Regions from separate parts of the Rattus norvegicus genome. Here region 1 is linked to region 2. The links are chromatin contacts, called in public Hi-C maps. All regions are on one chromosome and are shown on one strand. The core of a region is the stretch at or near the end of the contact, and the rest is flanking DNA. Distances in the headings are between cores, read along the strand shown.

Region 1 (3,693 bases), core at 692-3,191, 110 kb before region 2:
ACTCACAATGGCCTGGGCCCTCCCACATCAATCACTCACTAAGAAAGTGCCCTACAGGCTGATCGTCTGGAGGATATTTCTCAACTGAGGCTCCTTCCTCTCCAGTGGCTCTAGCTTGTGTCAGGTTGCTTAACATTTAAAGCAGCATTGCTGAGTAATAAAGCTGGCCTTCCACAGTGTAGTGGCCTCATCTCCTAACCACCTAATGACCTTAAAAGACCTCTGCGAGGTGAGAAGCCTGTCTCCAGACAGCCTTTGGGCTAACGTCTTGACTCCTGTCTAGGATGTTCTGTCTGTGGCTCTGCCCTACAGAGTTTAGACTCATACTCCTCTGTGGGCCAATTCCTAAAACAAACATGTCTGATATCTACAGAGCTATATGCACACAGCTCCAGACACTGCACTCGTATCCCTCGCTTGCTGCCGCTTCCAAGCACCTCCTGTTGGCTAAGCTTCCAATTCAGGAGAACCTGAGTTGCACATCATTTTGCCTGGGAGAGCATCTCCATCTCAGCTCCTGCCAGCCTATTCTGGCTTCTTGACCAGGGAGTATGGGAAATGGGCCAGTTGTGCAAACTGGCAGGACCTGATGGGTCTCCCTTACCGATGTCTCCTGTATTCTGACCTAGGCGTGTGTCTATTACTGTCAGATTGCTAGAGAGAAGACGGTCCTGGCAGAGGACCAAATGGATGTGATCAAGGAAGGGGTTACCGCAGGAATGTAAGCAAACTCCTTGGGAGATCCCCTCCTGCCCCCCATGACAGGCCCAGGAGACAGAAAAAGGCTACTGTGAAAGGGGGCAGGGGCCGGAGAGCCCACTCACTGTTGCTTTCAGGGATACAGGGAGGAAACTTCCCACCAGTCTCTGTTACACAACCTCTCAGGCAAGGAAACCCATGGCCTCTGAACCCCACAGGCCTCCTGGTATCCTAACACAGGGCCTCCCAGCCCAGCCCAGGGCGAGATGAAACACTATGGAGGAGCAGAGCAAGGCACACTGCCTGGAAACTGGGCATGTGCTCAACCACTCAAGTTGTCAGCTGACAGGACTTTCCAAATGAGTTTTTGTAATGATCAGCAGCTGATTCTGGGCATTCACTTGGAAGGAGCTCAAAAAAAAAAAAAAAAAAAAAAAAAAAAGAGTCATCAAGTGACATCATCAGAGCAAAGCTCTTTTCATTCCCATCTTTCCCACCATCTCTCCATGGCTGTTTATGAGACACACTTCTGCTCGTGATGTCTGAAAACCAGAGGAAGTGGTGCAGAGCCCTGTTGAACAGAGCAGACCCTCCACCGACCCACGAGCACCCACATCGCCATGAGTAGCCAGCTCCTGACCAACCATTTTATTATGCTCATGTATTATCAATCAAAGAGTGAAACTAATCAGCTATATGCTAACAATGGTTATACTTTAAATGGAGAGCAGAGCATTACATTTAAAATGGAACTTCAGTTCAGAAAGATCCTTTACTGCGTGGTGTAGGAAGGTAATTGATGCAGTGCTCTGAGGGAGCCAGGAAGGGAGGGAAGAGGGAGACCCTATTGTCTGGCTCAGCTTCCCCAAGGGGGGTGAACAGAATAGGAATCCAAGCTAAAGGGAAGACTGACAACATCATTTTGCATTCTCAGGAAAAAAAAAACACACTTTTTGGTGTATTTTTGAAGAGGTTTGGCAAGCCTATCTAATCACCATGGAAACCTTAAGCAGTGCCAGGAGTTTTATTGTAAAATACCAGGATGTTTACATGCTGAGAAATACAGCACTTCCCTGTGAAGCCCTAACAGGAGCCTTGAGAGAGCACTTTTTAAGCTGTTTGTTTCTGCTGTAAAGGAGGCCTGTGGGTCCAGGAGAATGGGCATCTCAACTCATCAGAGCAGGTCCTCAGCAGTTCTTGAGAGATATTTAGAGCCAATGACTCATAGGGACCGGGCAAGTAAGCCATAGGCAAGGATCCATAAAGGCCTGGACACACTTAGAGGCCATCTGCCCTGGCCCAGAGGCAGGTCCTGGAGTTCCATAATAACCTCTGGCCTCCACAACCTGCTCTCCAAGGCCAGATGCTGGGGCAGAGCTTGTGACTAAAGAGAAAGACGGTCATATGGCAGCCTAGGTGCACAGGTCTAGAGTTCCTCGTGAGGTTCTAAACCCCAGATAATACAGTAATGAGGGTACTGGAGGAGGGAATTTTGGGATTGGAAGTCTAATAAAAGGAAGGCCTCAGAGAACAAGCAAGGTCCTCCTGGCACACGAGGACACAGAGTTTGGACACCATCCCTTTGACCTTGACAGTCAGCCTCTGATCTGCGAAAAATCATGTCTGCTTTTGTAAAACACGAAGTCTGAGATGTTTTGTTATAGCGGCAGGAACAAACTCAGCAGGAAGAATGAGAAATCAGTCAAATTACACTTGTAAGTGTCCAAATAATGGGTACTAGTCCCAGTGTGCCACGTCAGGAGGCCAACTGTTTGAGAGGTGATCCAGTTGTGAGAAACGGAGAGCCAGAAGTGGGAATTAAAGCCCCAGAGAACTTCAGTCTTGTTCCAGGCAAGGTTGAGACAAAAGTTTCTATCTCTGAACTAGGGACAGAGTACACAGGACTCCTCCCTGCGCACATCTAGACTCCAGCACTGAGGGCTAAGTCTCTGGTGTTCATGGGCCACCAAGCCCACTGCAGTTTGTCACAGAGTCCAAGTAGGCCAAGCCCCTTGGCATTTCTTTACCCTCGATTCAGTTGCTTGCCCAAATTAAAGCTTGATTTTGTGAGACGTGGGAAGCATGTCTTCAGTTTGTCCTGCAACTACAAAGAAAATTAATAATGTCAAACGGCTGAATGACAGCTTCCCGTTTCAGCTTTTGCAGTAGGCAGGCCATAAATCAGGAAGATGCCTGCTCCAGGGCGGCAGTGGGATCTAGACCAGTATAAGAGAGGCAACAGAGAGAGGGCAAAGCTGAGAAACTCTCTAGGCAATCAGGAACTCAGTCTCTGTGGAACTGAGACAATAAAGAAACACCATTATGGCATTAGCACTTCTGTAAATGGTTTTCCTGAAAATGTACTGATGTTTTGTTACCATTTATTTGATGAAGCTTGCAAGCAAATCATAAACCATGAAGGCAGTTCTCCATGAAGGAAGGAGACACTGCCTGGAGGAGCAAGGGAAAGTAAAAAAAGGAAGAAAAAGTCATATCACTCCTGATAAGTCAAATTTTAGTCATTTTATTGTATTCAATTTTTAAAGTTTAAAGGTATTTTATTTATTTAAAAAAATCATATGTGGAGGCTCCTTCCCATGGCACATCCAAGCCCTCCATACAACCACATCCTTCTTCATGGTCTACACCAGTGAATCTGTCTGATCCACCCTTTCATGCACTCTTTCTAGACGTTATATCTTTGGTTCTCAACTTGTGGGTCGTGACCTCTTGGGGGGCGTCACATATCAGTTACTTGCATTAGCAAAATTACAGTATGAAGTTGCAATGAGATGATTTTATGATTGGGGATTGCCACCCACGAGGAGCTGTACTAAAGGGTCACAGTGTTAGGAAGGTTGAGAACCGCTGCTCTAGATCTATCCAGACTTGAACCAGGATGCTCATCTTGCACACTAGACCAGTCCCCTGTATCCACCTGACTTCATCCCACTGAAGAGATCTCCAACCTTCAAGTCCAACTTGACCAACACA
Region 2 (4,235 bases), core at 1,494-3,993:
TGGGCAGTCACCCTGTGCCGCCATTTACAAAAAAAATATTAATACTACACATTTTGTTTTTATCTGGGTGGGCATTTTGCCTACATTTATGTTTGTGCACCACATGTTTGCAGAGGCCAGAGGAGGGCAGCGGACCCTCTGGGGCTGCAGTTATAGGCAGTAGTTAATTGCCAGTAGGTTCTGGGAATCGAACTCAGATCCTCTAGAAAAGCAACCAGTGCTCTTAACACCAAGCCATCCTTCCTAGCCTTATTTTATTTTCTAAAAGATTTATTTTTGTAGTTGGGAGGGGGTCAGTGGATATGAGCATATGAGTACAGGTGCCCAAATAGGTGTGAGGTGTCAGATCCTCTGAAACTCGAGTTACAGGCATTTATAAGCTGCCTAGTGTGGGTGCTGGGAGCCAAACTCTGGTCCTTTGTAGGAGCAGTGCGTTCTCTGAACTGCTGAACCATCTCTCCAGCCTCTGATTTTTTTTTTTTTAAGGGATTTAGTCTCTCCAATAAGAGACTGTTTTGTTCCTGGCCTTTAGACTGGGGGAGGGGAAGGGGGACATGCTCCAGGGTCAGATTCAGTTTTGCCAGGTGTTGAGCCTGCTAGCTCAGGAACAATTTTCCCAAGTTGCCAGCTTCCAACTCACACTGCAGACCCAAGCCCTTGTCAGTCTCCATGACTTTGTAGGCAGATTATAATAAAAGTCCTATGCAAGTAGGTATGTGTCTATGTATATGTTCATGGGCATCTTGCTACTCCCATATACAGAGTAATTTTACTTTAGGTCCTGACTTTCTCCTATATACAGACTAATCTTCCTTTGAGTCCTGACTGCATTCTGTCCAGTTCCTTCTGCCTGGAGTGCCCTCTCTTGCTCACCAGCAAACCTCCCAAAACAACAGCTGTTCGATAAACCTGTTGGGGAAGCCATTTGGCTTTGGTAGCTCCTGCTGCTGTAACAAAATACCACAGACCAGGTGTCATCCACAACAGAAACTGATCTTAGTCTTCTAGAGGAAGTTCAAGATGGTGTCAGTGTCTTCAGTTCCTGTTAAGAGACCCTTTTGTGAGTTATAGTGTTGGGAGGGTTTGGGACACTGACCTGGGACACTGATTATGACCTCATCCAACCCTTACTAGTCTGTGGAGATCTCATCTTCACTGCGATCAAAGTAGAGGTTATAGTCTCAGAGTCTTAAGCATCTCTAGTCTCCCTCCAGGCCCTCTAGCTGCACTTTTCCCTGTCCTCCCACAAGGGCTCACTCCAAGGCTTCAGACTGCTGTAAAGATTGTTGTCTGAGTTCCCAGACTGCTGGCTGCCTGGCTGTGGGAATTAGTTTTGACCATGTTCAAGCCTCTTAATTTGGGGTCTAGAACTGGATAGCCACTCAGTTTTAAAGTATTGATTAAAAGCATTTCAAACCTTTCTGAATGCCCAAATCTACAGATCAGCTAATGCCTCAAGCCCTCATTCTCCAAAGTAATATGTCAAGGTCTGCATTGGACCAGCTCCCCCACCCCAATGCAGCTTCCTTCTGCCAATCATACCAATGCTGCTTTCACTGCACATGGACCAAGCCAAGCACAGACAAGTTTATTCCTTTACTGGAGCACTCTCCCCTTCATCTGTCCCTAGCTTGAAGTTTGCACACTCCAAGGACGCCTTAGTTTGTCCAGATCTATTAAACCCATTTTTTCCTGTGCCCAAATTGTAATTAGACTGCCAGCATGGGAAATACTTTGCACCTTCTCTGTGTTCCGTGTGACCCTTCTAACCCCTTAACTGTTCTCCTTAAGGCCAGTTTTAGAAATTAACCTCTCGGGGTTGGGGATTTAGCTCAGTGGTAGAGCGCTTGCCTAGGAAGCGCAAGGCCCTGGGTTCGGTCCCCAGCTCCAAAAAAAAGAACCAAAAAAAAAAAAAAAAAAAAAAAAAAAGAAATTAACCTCTCAATGATTCCTTTCTTGAAAGATATAGGAAAACAAACAAAAAAACCACTCTTCTAATTTCTTTCATAAACTGAAAAGCAGCACAGAAAGCGTTTAACTTTATTCTTATGTGCATCTGCATTCATACTGCACAGGCCACCTGCATGAGTTCTAAACCCTTTTACAGACTGGTACCGGAATCTTTGTGAAGTTCCAAGCCCACACGGTTGAAGCTTCCCATGTATGCGGCAGCCTGGAATTTACCCTCCTGGTTGATTGTTTTTTCAAAAGAACAAGAGCATGGTACCAGACAGCAGACTTTCCTACTCCCTCCCCACCCCCGCGGTCCAACTACCGCCGCCCCGCAAAACCGACTTAAGTTGAATGTGTATACGCACACACAGAGGCAAGAACAGACCGCCTACACGTTGCTCCCGCTTAGAAACAGCCCCTAGGAAGGCCCCGCCCCACATCTTACCCCGCCCACTTGAAGTCTCCGCCCTGCCCCGCAGCTCGCTTCTCCTTCCCTCCTAGAGGCTCTCCACTGCCACCACCACTTCAGTTAGAGGGACCGGTACGTTCAGCCGGAGTGGACTCTTCTCTCTCACACAGGAACGGGGGAATTAAGTGCAACCTAGTGACATTTCTAATATAATTATAATATGCCACAGAGCGTGTCACCAGAGCCTGACCCGGTCCCATGCTCGTGGCCCCGCCTACAGACCGTACACGGAGGCCCCGCCCTTCACGTCATGGAACCTGCAGACTCTGCTGCCTGGAGGCTCCGCCCCGTTGGTCTTCTCCGCGTGAGGGGCGGGGCTGCGACTGCGCGCTCGCGCGCCGGGCGGCTTCCGCAGCGGCTGTTGGCCGTTAGCGCAGCTTGGGTGGTTGTCTTGGAGAAGCAAGATGGCGGCTACTACCGCCGCGGTGGTGGCTGAGGAGGACACGGAGCTGCGCGACCTGCTGGTGCAGACGCTGGAGAACAGCGGCGTGCTGAATCGTATCAAGGTGCGGCGGAGCGGCTACCAGGGAGGAAGGGCGCGGGACGCGGGCGCGGGGCAGTCACGCGGCCATGGCGCCTGGGCCCGAGCTCGTGGGCCGGGTGTGGAGCACACAGGCCCGTGGCCTTCCCTCTCTCGCTGCACACTCCCTCGTGCCTGTCCCTGTACTTTCAGGTCGCAAAACTGACTTATAACTTGTGGGCTTTTTTTTTTTGAAGGCTGAACTCAGAGCGGCTGTGTTTTTAGCACTAGAAGAACAAGAAAAAGTAGAGGTAAGAGCCCCAGACCTTAACGCCGTACCTCTTAACGCCTGGTTTCTAATAAATGAAAAGCCATTCTGAAATAGTTCAGTGACTAACGTTACGGGGATGGTTCTGAATGGTTAAAAGTTACTACACTCTGAAAGTATTAAGGGTTGTACTGTGGAACCTTTTCCCAAATTCTGATTGGTTGGATAAAAATCTGACCATTACCTTAAAAATATCTCTGTTCTTGTGTCCCCGTCCCCCCCTCCCCCACCACCACACACCAAAAAAACCCTAGTAATCCCTGAATGTTTTGTAACTTGGCTTTTCTGCCTACCCCAGCTCCCAGCAACCATCCTGAGTGTGTCCTGGAACTCCCTGTCAGTAAGAATCACAGGATAATCAAAGTCTTCCTGTGCGACAGATCTCCTCCATCCTTCTATGACCTGTATACCTACCCGCTCTTAACTTCCTCCTTCTCATCCTTACTGCTAATTTTTGACTAGGCTAGGTTCCATTGTCCACGCCTTGGAATCTAGGCTAGGTTCTATTGTCTACACCTTGGAATCTAGGCTAGGTTCCATTGTCCACACCTTGGAATCCCATATTTCTTTGCTTTCTAGTCAAACTGTAATGATCATTTGATCCTCCAGCTCACCTAGCCGCTACACCATCTGACAGTAACCCCTCTCTCATTTTTGGAAATGTTTTGACCTCGGGAAGCTTTCTCTATGTGTTTTCCTTTGCATACTCCTTGGTTTCTTTAACAGGATCTTGTTCCTGCGTACCACAGTCCACGTACTTATTCTGCAGCTTCCCTGTGGTAACTTTGTCTAGTGTCTGTACTACATAGTTCCCTTTCCCAGCTTCAGACCTGTTCATTAGACTGAGTAACAGACTGATGTCCCCGAGTTTTCCAGACCTGCTTCACCCATACTCCATCGTCTCCTGGCAGTGTCTGCCTGCCCCTCTTGGCTTAGTTACAGCTTTTCCAGAGCGACACTTGCTACTCTCCACCTGTCATTGGTGCCCTCATCATATGTCTCAGGTCTTCATCCGTCCTGGGTTG

The links. A called contact is a pair of places that touch in the nucleus more often than the background predicts.
Region 1: a Hi-C map of prefrontal cortex shows a contact between it and region 2, with 3 times the contacts expected there. The contact joins the enhancer-like site here to the promoter of Cep43 in region 2. A contact is called at or near these places in 10 of 12 Hi-C or Micro-C datasets (the A7r5 cell line, the Rat2 cell line, Schwann cells and 6 more) and 1 of 1 datasets of contacts at active chromatin or transcription factors (oligodendrocytes).

What each region holds. Positions count from the first base shown.
Region 1 is chr1:55,217,294-55,220,986 of GRCr8, reverse strand. It overlaps a transcript of Rps6ka2 not described here. Among named protein-coding and RNA genes, the nearest start is that of Rnaset2, 86 kb to the right of the region's middle. Within about 2 kb of position 1,941, at least 27 of the 93 cell types and tissues checked have an H3K27ac peak or open chromatin away from gene starts, as enhancers often do. A contact at or near this core is called in prefrontal cortex, where this site is marked.
Region 2 is chr1:55,110,017-55,114,251 of GRCr8, reverse strand. It overlaps Cep43 (centrosomal protein 43), which reads left to right and starts at 2,743. Exons shown (of 13, transcript NM_001101008.1): 1 at 2,743-2,928; 2 at 3,140-3,193. The coding sequence starts at 2,827. LOC134484997 (a long non-coding RNA gene) reads right to left here and starts at 4,104. Exons shown (of 3, transcript XR_010062886.1): 1 at 3,625-4,104; 2 at 2,399-3,169.